Linked DNA regions of Sus scrofa: all the other regions are linked to region 1. Evidence: chromatin contacts called from public HiChIP or PLAC-seq data. All regions are on one chromosome and are shown on one strand. The core of a region is the stretch at or near the end of the contact, and the rest is flanking DNA. Distances in the headings are between cores, read along the strand shown. Region 1 overlaps JADE1 (protein Jade-1). Region 2 holds the start of JADE1 (protein Jade-1). Region 3 has its middle 37 kb from the start of JADE1.

The links. HiChIP or PLAC-seq counts read pairs in DNA pulled down with a chosen protein or histone mark.
Region 2: an H3K27ac HiChIP or PLAC-seq map of alveolar macrophages shows a contact between it and region 1. The contact joins the promoter of JADE1 here to the enhancer-like site in region 1. A contact is called at or near these places in 1 of 5 promoter capture datasets (liver), 7 of 47 Hi-C or Micro-C datasets (brain, embryonic fibroblasts, epiblast stem cells and 2 more) and 2 of 2 datasets of contacts at active chromatin or transcription factors (alveolar macrophages and skeletal muscle).
Region 3: a contact with region 1 is called in an H3K27ac HiChIP or PLAC-seq map of alveolar macrophages. The contact joins two enhancer-like sites. A contact is called at or near these places in 2 of 47 Hi-C or Micro-C datasets (both in embryonic fibroblasts) and 2 of 2 datasets of contacts at active chromatin or transcription factors (alveolar macrophages and skeletal muscle).

What each region holds. Positions count from the first base shown.
Region 1 is chr8:96,282,350-96,286,263 of Sscrofa11.1, forward strand. All of the region lies in intron 4 of JADE1 (protein Jade-1), which reads right to left. Among named protein-coding and RNA genes, the nearest start is that of JADE1, 280 kb to the right of the region's middle. Within about 2 kb of position 1,697, at least 1 of the 83 cell types and tissues checked has an H3K27ac peak or open chromatin away from gene starts, as enhancers often do. A contact at or near this core is called in alveolar macrophages, where this site is marked.
Region 2 is chr8:96,562,081-96,565,577 of Sscrofa11.1, forward strand. It overlaps JADE1 (protein Jade-1), which reads right to left and starts at 2,052. Exons shown (of 15, transcript XM_021100682.1): 1 at 1,819-2,052.
Region 3 is chr8:96,599,684-96,603,333 of Sscrofa11.1, forward strand. No RefSeq gene overlaps it. Among named protein-coding and RNA genes, the nearest start is that of JADE1, 37 kb to the left of the region's middle. Within about 2 kb of position 1,833, at least 7 of the 83 cell types and tissues checked have an H3K27ac peak or open chromatin away from gene starts, as enhancers often do. A contact at or near this core is called in alveolar macrophages, where this site is marked.

The DNA of each region.
Region 1 (3,914 bases), core at 447-2,946:
TCAACAAATTAAAAAAAAAATCAAACAATTCAACTAGAAAATGGGCAAAAACCATGAACACATTTCCCAAAGAGGATATACAGATGGCAAATAAGCATACAAAAAGATGTTCGACATCATTAGCCATCAGGAAAATAATGCAGATTTAAACCACAATGCAATATCACTACATTACTATCAGAATAGCTAAAAAAAAAAAAAAAAAAAAAAAAAAAAAGAAAGAAAGAAAAGAAAAATGGCGGCAACACCAAATGCTGGCAAGGATGTGGAGAAACTGGATTGCTCATACATTGCTGGTGGGAATGTAAAATGGTCCAGCCACTCTTGAAAACAGTTTGGCAGTGTCTCATAAGACTAAACATGTAACTACCACAAGCCCAGCAATTGCACTCTTGGGCATTTAGCCTAGAGAAATGAAAACTTATGTTCACATAAAAGCCTGTACACAAATGTTCATAGCAGCTTTACTCATAGTAGCCAAGAACTGGAAACAACCCAGATGTCTTTCAATGAATGAATAGTGAACAAACTGTAGTACATCCATACCATGAAATATTACTCAGCAATTAAAAAAAACTATGATACATACACAAATCAATAAGAATTTATGCTGTTTTAAAAGCTGATACCAAAAGTTTATATACTATATAATTCAATTAACATAACATCCTTGAAAGTGGAAAATTACAGAAATGGAGAATAGATTAGTGAGTATCAAGGTATGATGAGGGTCAGGGAAGGAGGGAAGTACATGTGACTCTAAGAGGCCATATGAGGGATACTTGTGGTTATGGAAATGTCATATATCTTGATTGTATCAATGTCAATGGTATTATACTTGAATGTATCCTACAACAACTTACTATAGTTTTGCAAAATGTTACTATTAGGGGAGACTGGGTAAAGGGTACACAGGATCTCCTAGCATTACTTCTTGTAACTGTATGTGAATCTATGATTATCTCAAAATGAAAAGTTTACTTTAAAAATATATAGCCAATTGGAAGAGAAAAGAATTAAAGTATTGGAGTTCCCATCGTGGCGCAGTGGTTAACGAATCCGACTAGGAACCATGAGGTTGCGGGTTCGAGCCCTGCCCTTGCTCAGTGGGTTAACGATCCGGTGTTGCCGAGAGCTGTGGTGTAGGTTGCAGACGCGGCTAGGATCCCGAGTTGCTGTGGCTCTGGCGTAGGCCGGTGGCTACAGCTCTGACTCGACCCCTAGCCTGGGAACCTCCATATGCCGTGGGAGCAGCCCAAAGAAATAGCAAAAAGAAAAAAAAAAAAAAAAAAAAAAAGAATTAAAGTATTAATGTATTCCTAGAAAGTAACCTAAAAGGTAAAGAAATTTCCTTATGTAATTCAACAGAGCCATATGAATGAAAAATTCATCTGGCCTAAAATTATGCAGATGTATACATTCCTAAGACTTGTGCTCTGTTGTCTTTTCAGTGCTAGCAGAAACAAGAGGCTAAGCGGGGTTGCAGAGGTGGGAAGAGAAAGGGAACATGCACACTGAAAAAAATATGGAGTGGTTCTTCCTAGAGCCCTTTAAAAATATTCTCTGTCACCTGGCTTTCTGTTTTCTATCTAAATGGCCAAAAGGAATTAATGACTATGTCCTTTCTGTGGTAAACTCACCAGGGCCCTGAGGGTAGAGGAAGAATCTGAGCCTTGCCTCACTTCAGCCAAATTTTACCTAATCTCTCATGCATATTTCTCCACTTCAGTTCCAAGGCTTTGCCCTGAATGCCTTTCCCACCTTCCCAGAGTTCCTCCCATTCCCCTAGCAGCCCCACTACCCAGAACAGAGCATCCATGCAGACATCTAATATATCACTTACTGACTTCTAATCGTGGGTCGAGCCCAGAAGGTCACTCTGTAACATTCATCTTAGTTTTAAAAACATGAGAGGGACATTGTTGGCAAAAATCCAGGAGTAATGAATTCTATGTTCTAGAAACAGAGAAACTGAACTATTTCAATTTGAAAGAGCTGGCAGAAAACCAACAGAGTAAAGTCCTCTGGGGGGAGGAGAAGGGAAGTAGGCTGGTTAGTTAACTTGTAGGTCTGTAAGTTGGGCAGATTTCTTTAAAAGCAAACAAAGCAATTTTAAACTTGAGAGACTTAATTGGCATCCAAGGCCAAGAATATGAATAATTTTATTAAAAAAACCTTGCTCAAGTGAGAATTCTGCAATCGAAGCATTCTGACTCTTAATAGCTAAAGTTTAAGGGAGAAGAATATAGAAAGAATATAGAAAAGGATGTTTATTTTTCCAGTCATATATTCTAAAACATACCTAGACCCTTCCTTTTCTTCACTCACTCCCCCACAACCACACATGAACTGACTAACCTGAATTTGCAATATGTCTCCCACTTGTCCCTTCCCTGTCTTTTTCTACCATTTATGCTGACCAAGACTACCTTACCCATCACTTGAATTATCCAGTGGTAAAACTGGTTTTCTTCCCTCCTTAGCCTTCCCTGCTCCAATTTATTTTACACACTGTGACCAAAGCAATCTTTTAGGAAACTTGAACCATGATATTCTTCTGCGTAGAGCACTCCATGCCTCCTCTCTGGGTAGAGAGCAGGCCTCAGCATTCTTAGCACAACGCTCCTTCCCCACGCACCTGGCTCTAAACATTGTGGTAGTTCCAATGCCTTTGGATGTTGAATTGGTGTACTGCTTGTATAGTGTTACCCCAAATACATGTCCACCTGGACCGTCTCTCATAATGTGACTTTATTAAATAGGAATTTAATAAAGTCACATGATTAAATTAAATAATTTAATGTGTAAATTAAATAATTCCATCTTACATTAAATCTGTAAGATGGAATTAGTTAAGGTGAGATTTTTGCTGGATTAGTCCTGGCTCTAAATCCAATGACTAATAGATTTAGTGTCCTAATGAGAAGGCCATATAAAGACATGCAGAGACACCAGAGGGAAGATGGCCATGTGAAGACGGAGACAGAAATGAGAGTGACGCAGCTACAAGCCAGGGAATGCCAAGGATTGCCAGCAGCCACCAGAAGCTAGAAAGAGTCAAGGAAGTAGTCTTCCCTGGAACCTTTAGCAGGAGCATAGCACTGCTGACACCTGGATTTTGGACTTAGACCTTCCAGAACCGTGAGAGAATAAACCGTTGCTTTAAGCAACCAAGTTTGTGACAATTTGTTATAGCAGCCTCGGGAAACTGACACAATTGGTTAGGAGAATTTTGGCGGCAAAAAATCAACAGCAAAAACAACATCCAAAAAACACAATTGCGCTTAAGGAAAAAGAAATTTATCACAAAGATGCCACTGTATTTCAGGTATCCCAAGAATAGAAATGCAGCTAAATCTCAGGAATGTCAAAATCAGACACAAAGGTCACTAGAGTTCTTGACCTATGATTCTTTCCCCCTCTGTTTTTGCTTCATTTCTTTTTTTCTTTTTCTTTTTCTTACTCTTCCTCTTTTCTCTCTGCCTGCTCTCTCTACCTACATTTCTTAAGGTCATAGTGATTAAGAGATCCAAAGTTCACCTTCTAATAATCCAAAGAAGTTGACTACTTTTTCCTTAGTTTCAGTTCCAAATTTCCCAAGGAAAAACCAATCAGCCTATTGAGTCAGAATTCTACCAACATTCACCAACCAATATTATATTGCCGGAAGGTGATTTTTACAGAAATCATCAAGGTGATGATTTTTATAGAAACCATGTAGATGAAGCAGAACTAGGAGGGGAAAATTGACAGAACACTGTAAACCAGCTCTAATGGAAAAAAAATAAAAATCATAAAAAGAAAAAAAGAACTAGGAGGGGGAAAGGAAAAGGAACTATTTGTGGTTTTGATATTCATGTTTCCCTTTTTCTGGAAATCCCTTTTTCTCTTATTCTCTATCTCTGCTTGTTGAT
Region 2 (3,497 bases), core at 802-3,301, 280 kb after region 1:
ATTATCTCCATCTTACTTGTGAAGAAACCGCATCTCAGAAAAGCCAAAAAAAAAATTGTTCTAAGACTTACAAAGGTTAAAATAAATTGCCCAAGGTCACACAATATTAAGTCATTCCTGAAATTCTATGCCCAAATTTTTAAATTTCTAAACCATTTGTAGTTTTAATAAGTATTGCTTAATTAGATTGACTGAGAACAGGCACCTCCGAGATGCCTAAGTAAGAACCAAAAAACATTTTAAGAACTGTGACAAGATGAGTTACAGTGTATTAGGTATTGGTATTTCATCAAGAAGCAAATCTTAGTTCTTCTCCATGCTAAGGAACACAGTCAGAAAGAGGTTCTTGAGAAGTTGGTGATAACTCAAAAATCACTGAGATCCTCAACATGATCTATTCTATACTTTCTAATTCTACTTCCCTTACGGGCCAGACTAGAACTCCTATTAATAAAACACTTCCCTAAGGATAAATGACAGTCTGTCTCCCCTCATAAAGAAGGAACACTGTGGGAGCTCCCATTGTGGCTCAGTGGAAACAAATCTGACTGGTATCCATGAGGACACAGGTTCTATCCCTGGCCTCGATCAGTGGTTAAGGATCCAGCACTGCAGTGAGCTGTGGTGTCGGTTGCAGGCACAGCTCAGATCTGGCATTGTTGTGGCTGTGGTGTAAGCCAGCAGCTACAGCTCTGATTTGACCCCTAGCCTGGGAACCCCCATATGCCACAGGTATAGCCCTTAAAAAAAGACCGAAAAAAAAAGGAAAGAAAGAAAGAAAGCAACAAAGAAAGAAACAAAGAAAACCCAAGAGTAAATGGGTTTTATACACAAAGAAGTTCATGATAGCATTATTACAGCAAAATGGTAAAAACAACTAAATGTCTATCACATGGGAATGGTTAAGTAAACTGTGGTATATGCTTTGTTAAGAAGTTTGGGAGTTCCCATTGCAGTGCAGTGGAACGAATCCGACTAGGAACTATGAGGTTGCAGGTTTGATCCCTGGCCTCTCTCAGTGGGTTAAGGATCCCGTGTTGCCATGAGCTTGGTATAGGTCACAGATGTTGTTTGGATCTGGTGTTGCTGTGGCTGTGGTGTAGGCCGGCACCTGTGGCCCTAATTTGACCCGTAGCCTGGGAACCTCCATATGCTGCAGGCGCAGCCATAAAAAGCAAAAAACAAACAAAAAAAAAAAACTGAGTTTGTACTTGCAGTCCTCCAATCAAACTCAGTGACAGATTTACCTAGATTAAACTATAGTGACAAATAACATACATTAAATACTTACTATACGCCAGGCAATGTTTCAAGTAATTTGTATATATTAATCTCTTTTAACCCTCAAAAAGACCCTATGAGACAGGTATTATTATAAACACTATTTTACAGATGAGGACTCTGGGGCTCAGGAAGGCTAAGAGTCAAGAAGTAGACTAATGCAGGAAATGGCCTTTCCATCATGCGAGAAAGGTAAAGACAGAGACACCTGGGCTCTTACTCTGCTTCCTCCCCTTTATCAGTCTGGGTTTAATCAGGAGAAAAAAGACACATAGTGATTTGAACAGGAATATTTAATATAAATCACTATTAATTATATCAGGACATCGACATAAAAAGGAATAGGCTACTCAGGAGTAAAAGGAACTCTAAAGGATATGGAAATGGGGAGCAGCTCCTGCCCGAGGGCTGAGATTCAGTACCCAAGGTATGACCCCATCCTCTCCACAGACAGGGCTAAAAAAAATCCAGACTTGACTGGCAAGAGCACAGACTAGACTAATGAATGGCAGAGAGATAGCTACAGTGTATGCTCACCAAATATGCTGAAAATCTGCTTTATGGAATTTGCTGGAAATCCATTCTTTAGGGTGCTGGGAAAGCTGTTCACAGGGAGATGTCTCACTAGAGGCATTCTACTACAAAGTCACCCAAGAAGAGATGAAAGAGTAAAGTGCTGGCCACTGGTTATTGCTGGCTACTATGACAGTAGGTGCTGGTCAGAAGCCCCATGCACTCCAGGAGCCTGTCTAGGGAGCAGGCCAGACTAGGAAGCAAAATACTTCCCTCCTGCAGTGTTTCTCAAGCACTATCTATTGGCAAAGTTTAACATGGCACCATCTGGCAAAGAAAAAATATTTAAAGGGCCCATATCCACTTTCTCAGAGTAGGCAATGAAGAGCAAATTTATAACTGTGAAGTAATAAACAGATAACTGACACATCCTCCAAGGCAGGTACATCACTTATTCTTGCTGAGTTTGGTTCCAGCAAAGTTTAGTGCTGTAATAATTATTTTCAACAAAAGCGTATAGTCTTCCAAGGATGCAAACGGATGATAAAAGTGTTGTGGAGACCTAATATGGAGAGTACCAGCTGAAGCCATGTGCCTCACATGGTCAGTGCAGAGCAAGAGAAGCTCTGCTGAGATATGGTACATCTGCTCGCACCCTCTGAGGACACCGTGTTATCCATAAGGTTTTATACCCCTGCCTTACTCATTTGGGAACACAATCAAAGCTGACTCTATGAGTATGTTGTAGTCTCCTCCACCAAGTTATGTTCTTTCTGAAATGCACTGCACTATGTGGAATGCTAGGCAATCATCCAAATGTTATTAAAAAGAGTGTGTGGTAAAATGGAAAAATACTTATAATTCACATTTTTAAAAGTAGGGTGCAAAAATGTACTATGTGAAGAAAGGAAAACTGCATAAGAAATAAAGAGTAGAAGGAAATATCCCTCAAATCAGTCATTGTCTCTAGGTGGAACTGGGGTAATTTTTCTCTTTTCCTATTATTTTTCTATAATTTGCAAATTTTACTATAGTGAGCATGTACTGGTTACAGCTTTAGGACAAAATTTATATAACAATAAGAACAACCAAAATCCATGTGTGTGTGTGTGTGTGTGTGTGTGTGTGTGTGTGTATTGAAGTCTTACTGAGCCAAGGTTTGGGACCTAGAATATGACAAATAGAGTTCTCTATAGAGTATCTGAACCAGTTCTCAATCATTTACCCAAGCTAAGATGACCAGAACTTGATAGCAGTTAGACCAACTGAGATTAAACAGACTGTCTACCCTAGATGAGACCTAAAAAAAAAAAAAAAAAAAAAAAAAAAAAAAAAGTCAGTGTATTTACAGAACAAAATGAACTCCACTTCTTGAAACTTGAGCTACTGAGACTTATACATACATCTGAGTAAAGACATGAGGAAACTCTATCTAGAGAATTAACCAGCCAAATATTGAAATTCAACCAAATCTAAGCAAAACCAGCAGTATTTGAAATATCAGCAACTTTCTTATTTAAAAATTCAAGTCAATCTCTTTAAAGTTCTAACAGCAATCCAGAGGAATCCCCTAAACACTGAACTCTCAGTTTAAGCCTCTGTTCCCAGAAATTTTTAATTAAATGTCCCAATGCGAAGCAGTAACTTCACTCAAATCATGGTGGCTGCTAAATACTAAGCCCTCTGCAATCTAAATTCTAGGA
Region 3 (3,650 bases), core at 583-3,082, 320 kb after region 1:
CCATACACTAAAGATGCAGCCATAAAAAGAAAAGAAGAAGGAAGAGAAGAGGAAGAAGGAGAAGAATAAAGTTAATTGCTTTTCTGCCATATATTTTTTAAATAAAGTTTTTCAGTTGAAAAAAAGGGAGTTCTCATAGTGGTTCAGTGGTAATGAACCTGACTAGTATCCATGATGACGTGGGTTCAATCCCTGGCCTTGTTCAGTGGGTTAAGGATCCAGCATTGCTGTGAGCTGTGGTGTGGCAGATGTGGCTTGGATATGGTGTTGCTACGACTGTGACTGTGGGGTAGGGCAGCAGCTACAACTCTGATTTGACCCCTGGCCTGGGAACTTCCATATGTCTCGGGTACAGCCCTAAAAAAGACAAAAAAAAAAAAAAAAAAAAAAAAGTATTCTCCTCCAAAGTCATTATGATCATATGTATTTCCTTCTCAAAAACACAGAAAACAGATTTTCTCAGGAGATCATATTATAAGCCTCTGTGATAAGAGAAGCGCTTATCAACTTTAGGTGGTCTTTTTTTTTTTGAGAAGAGAAAAATTATTTTATTGATGTTTTATACATTTTTTTTTGTCTGTGCCAAGGATAGTTTTTTTTTTAATTAAAATTTTAAAAATTAAAATATAATTGATTTTTCGTCTTTTTCTAGGGCCACTCCTGCGGCATATGGAGGTCCCATCAGAGCTGTAGCCACTGGCCTCACCACAGCCACAGCAATTTGGGATCCGAGCGGTGTCTGCAACCCACACCACAGCTCATGGCAACACTGGATCCTTAACCCACTGAGCAAGGCCAGGGATCAAACACACAACCTTATGGTTCCTAGTCGGATTCGTTAACCACTGAGCTACAACGGAAACTCTAGTTAATTTATAACGTGGTGACTTCTGCTGTAGAGCAAAGGAACCCAGTCATACATGTATATATTATGCATTCCCTTTTTTATATTATCTTCCATCATCATGGTCTTTATTCCAATGTCAGTGTGTATGTGATTATCTCTTTAACTATAACTGAAGTAGATAGCATACATCAACAATTACAAGGCTTCAAAAGAGGCTGTGCCCTGAGGGTAGTAACCAAAATCTTGTTATGTTACAGGTGTCTTCCCCAGTGTCCCCCCAGGACAAGCCATTGAAGGCATCTCCCTTCTCCTATAGGATAGGATGATAGAAAGAGAGGCTCATGAGAAGAGGACCAGGAAAATGAGGATGGGAAGGAGCCTGGGTCGTATTGACAGGATCTTCATGGCAGGATTAAGAAGCAGGAATGTATTATCCTTACTCAAGCACCAGAGGACCCACAGCCCAAAAAGTCCACAGGAGCAAGATGAAATAGCTCTGTACAGGCAGGAACAACTGGACAGCAGTGCTGAAGTTAGAAAGCACAAAAGCTTTCCGGAATCACATTCCCAGCCCTACCCCAGATTACTGAATAAGAATCCCAGGGCCAACTTGACCCTGGGTGATTTTGATAGGCAGAAAATTTGAAAACCACTGAGCTAAGATTTGATGTGAAGCTTAGTTTTTTAAACTCACAAATATTTATTAAGGGTCTTGTATGTGACAGACTTTAAGCCAGACACAGGAAAAGAGGGATGAACAAAAAGACAAAACCTGGTCCCCAGAGATTACAGCTCAGTGGAGGACATAGACATAGACAAATAAACATACACTTCCAAACCTACACCTTTCCCTCCCCCTAGAATCAAGGCCCACAGCTGAATACACTGAATTTCCCAAGACCCAGGAAATTCAGTCCTAAGTATAAGGAGCTGTATTTCAAAAAGGCATAACCTGAAAGGAGGAAAGCACCCTCTTGTGGCCCTGGAGGTGGTGGCACCTGAAAGAATGACCAGTTCTAAAAAGTAGGAGGTTGGAGTTCCTCTCGTGGCACAGTGGAAATGAATCCAACTACGAACCATGAGGTTGCATGTTCGATCCCAGACCTCGCTCACTGGGTTAAGGATCCAGCGTTGTAGTGAGCTGTGGTGTAGGCCACAGAGGCAGCTTGAATTTGCTGTGCCTGTGGCATAGGCTGGCAGCTGTAGCTCCAACTTGGAAACCTCCATATGCCACAGGTGTGGCCCTAAAAAGCCAAAAAATAAAAATAAAAGTAAATTTTAAATAATAAGTAGGAGGTTGCCCTGGGTCAGAGACCCTAAGTAGGCAGACCTAAAGCAGCTAGGAGTGTCAGCAGACCCTGTTTCTCTTCAATATAGAATCAGATACTTCGTGAGAAGATATTTTCCTTGTGTTCACTGCTAAGCAGTTTTACTTCTGGCCACCTGGGTTCTCTGATGTGGAATCAAGTGACACATTCTACAGCCAAGGCATCAAGCTCAGCCCATTTCCACTCTCCCCACAGCTCTAACACACAGCAAGGCCTGGAACAGGGAAGCATTCAATAAATATACAGTGAATAAATAAATGAAGTGCACTATCCCATCGAGTCCAACATTGCCTGCTTTGTGGGATCTTGAGAAGACTAGGCAAATAATCACAGTGGTTGAGTCCCTGAATTCTCTGAAAATAAATGACTTCTTAAAATATAAAATATAGTCTATGTCCCTCCTAAGAGTATCTATGAAAAGGATAATATTCACAAGGGATATACTTTGTGCTTGGAGCTAAGCCTGGTATGGCTTAATTTGCAGTAGAGTAACATGTAAATTTATGAGAATAAATTATATTATTTAAATGAAATTATAAAAATAAGAGTCGCTCACTTATATTCAACTTTCATGAATGCTAACACTTCTTGAAGAACATGGAGGTTTGATTTGTATTCAGACCTGAATACAGTATGAACCACAAGTGCCCAGAGACTGCTGATTTCAAGTATGTAGATAGGAAGCCCAGTCAAACACCAGCACAGTATATTTAGCATTTCCAGCACGTCTCCACTCAAGAAGCTATGAGGAAATCAGCTCAGTAAAGGGCTCTGGGTTATGAGATGGTGCTGACAAAATCACTCAACACCATTTCACAGAGGTCACCAGGAAAGAAGGCCAGAACAAAGAGGAAGAAAGGAATACATTACAGGGTGTACAAGAGAAGAATTAAGAAGACAGACAGAGAGAGAAAAGCACAGGATGAAAAAATTAAAGATTTGCTACAGCACTTAATCCACAGAATCCAAAAGTAAATAAACCAGTCAGCAGCCTCTGAAGGAGGAGGGAATTGATTTTGAGACATGTTGATTATGCCTCTAACTCTGAAGCTCATGAAATACTCTCTTGAATTAAGAAATACCAGAGGCTGAAAAGCACTTCTGGCCAAAGAGTTCATCCATCTGAGTTGAAGAGATCACAGCCCACAGGAGAAGAGATGGTTGGTGAAAGAGTCCGTCACTAAACAGCCACTATCCCTCAATGGATCCTGCTCCCAGAGCTGGGAGTCCTCTGTCCACCACATCTGGCTGAGCTCAAGGAATCAGCTTCAACACCTTGCACATGCAAGATGTTTGCAAGGGAGCTAATGTTGACCAGAGAAACAGCTTCAGTCACCTCCAATTAAGTCACATCATTCCCTCAATGTCCATTTTGGAAACCTATCACTGAAGTTTGCTGCATGCAATAATCCTACATTATTCTCAACCACCATCCTCATAAAATATATGGGAGAAATGGTCAAAAATATTAGCTT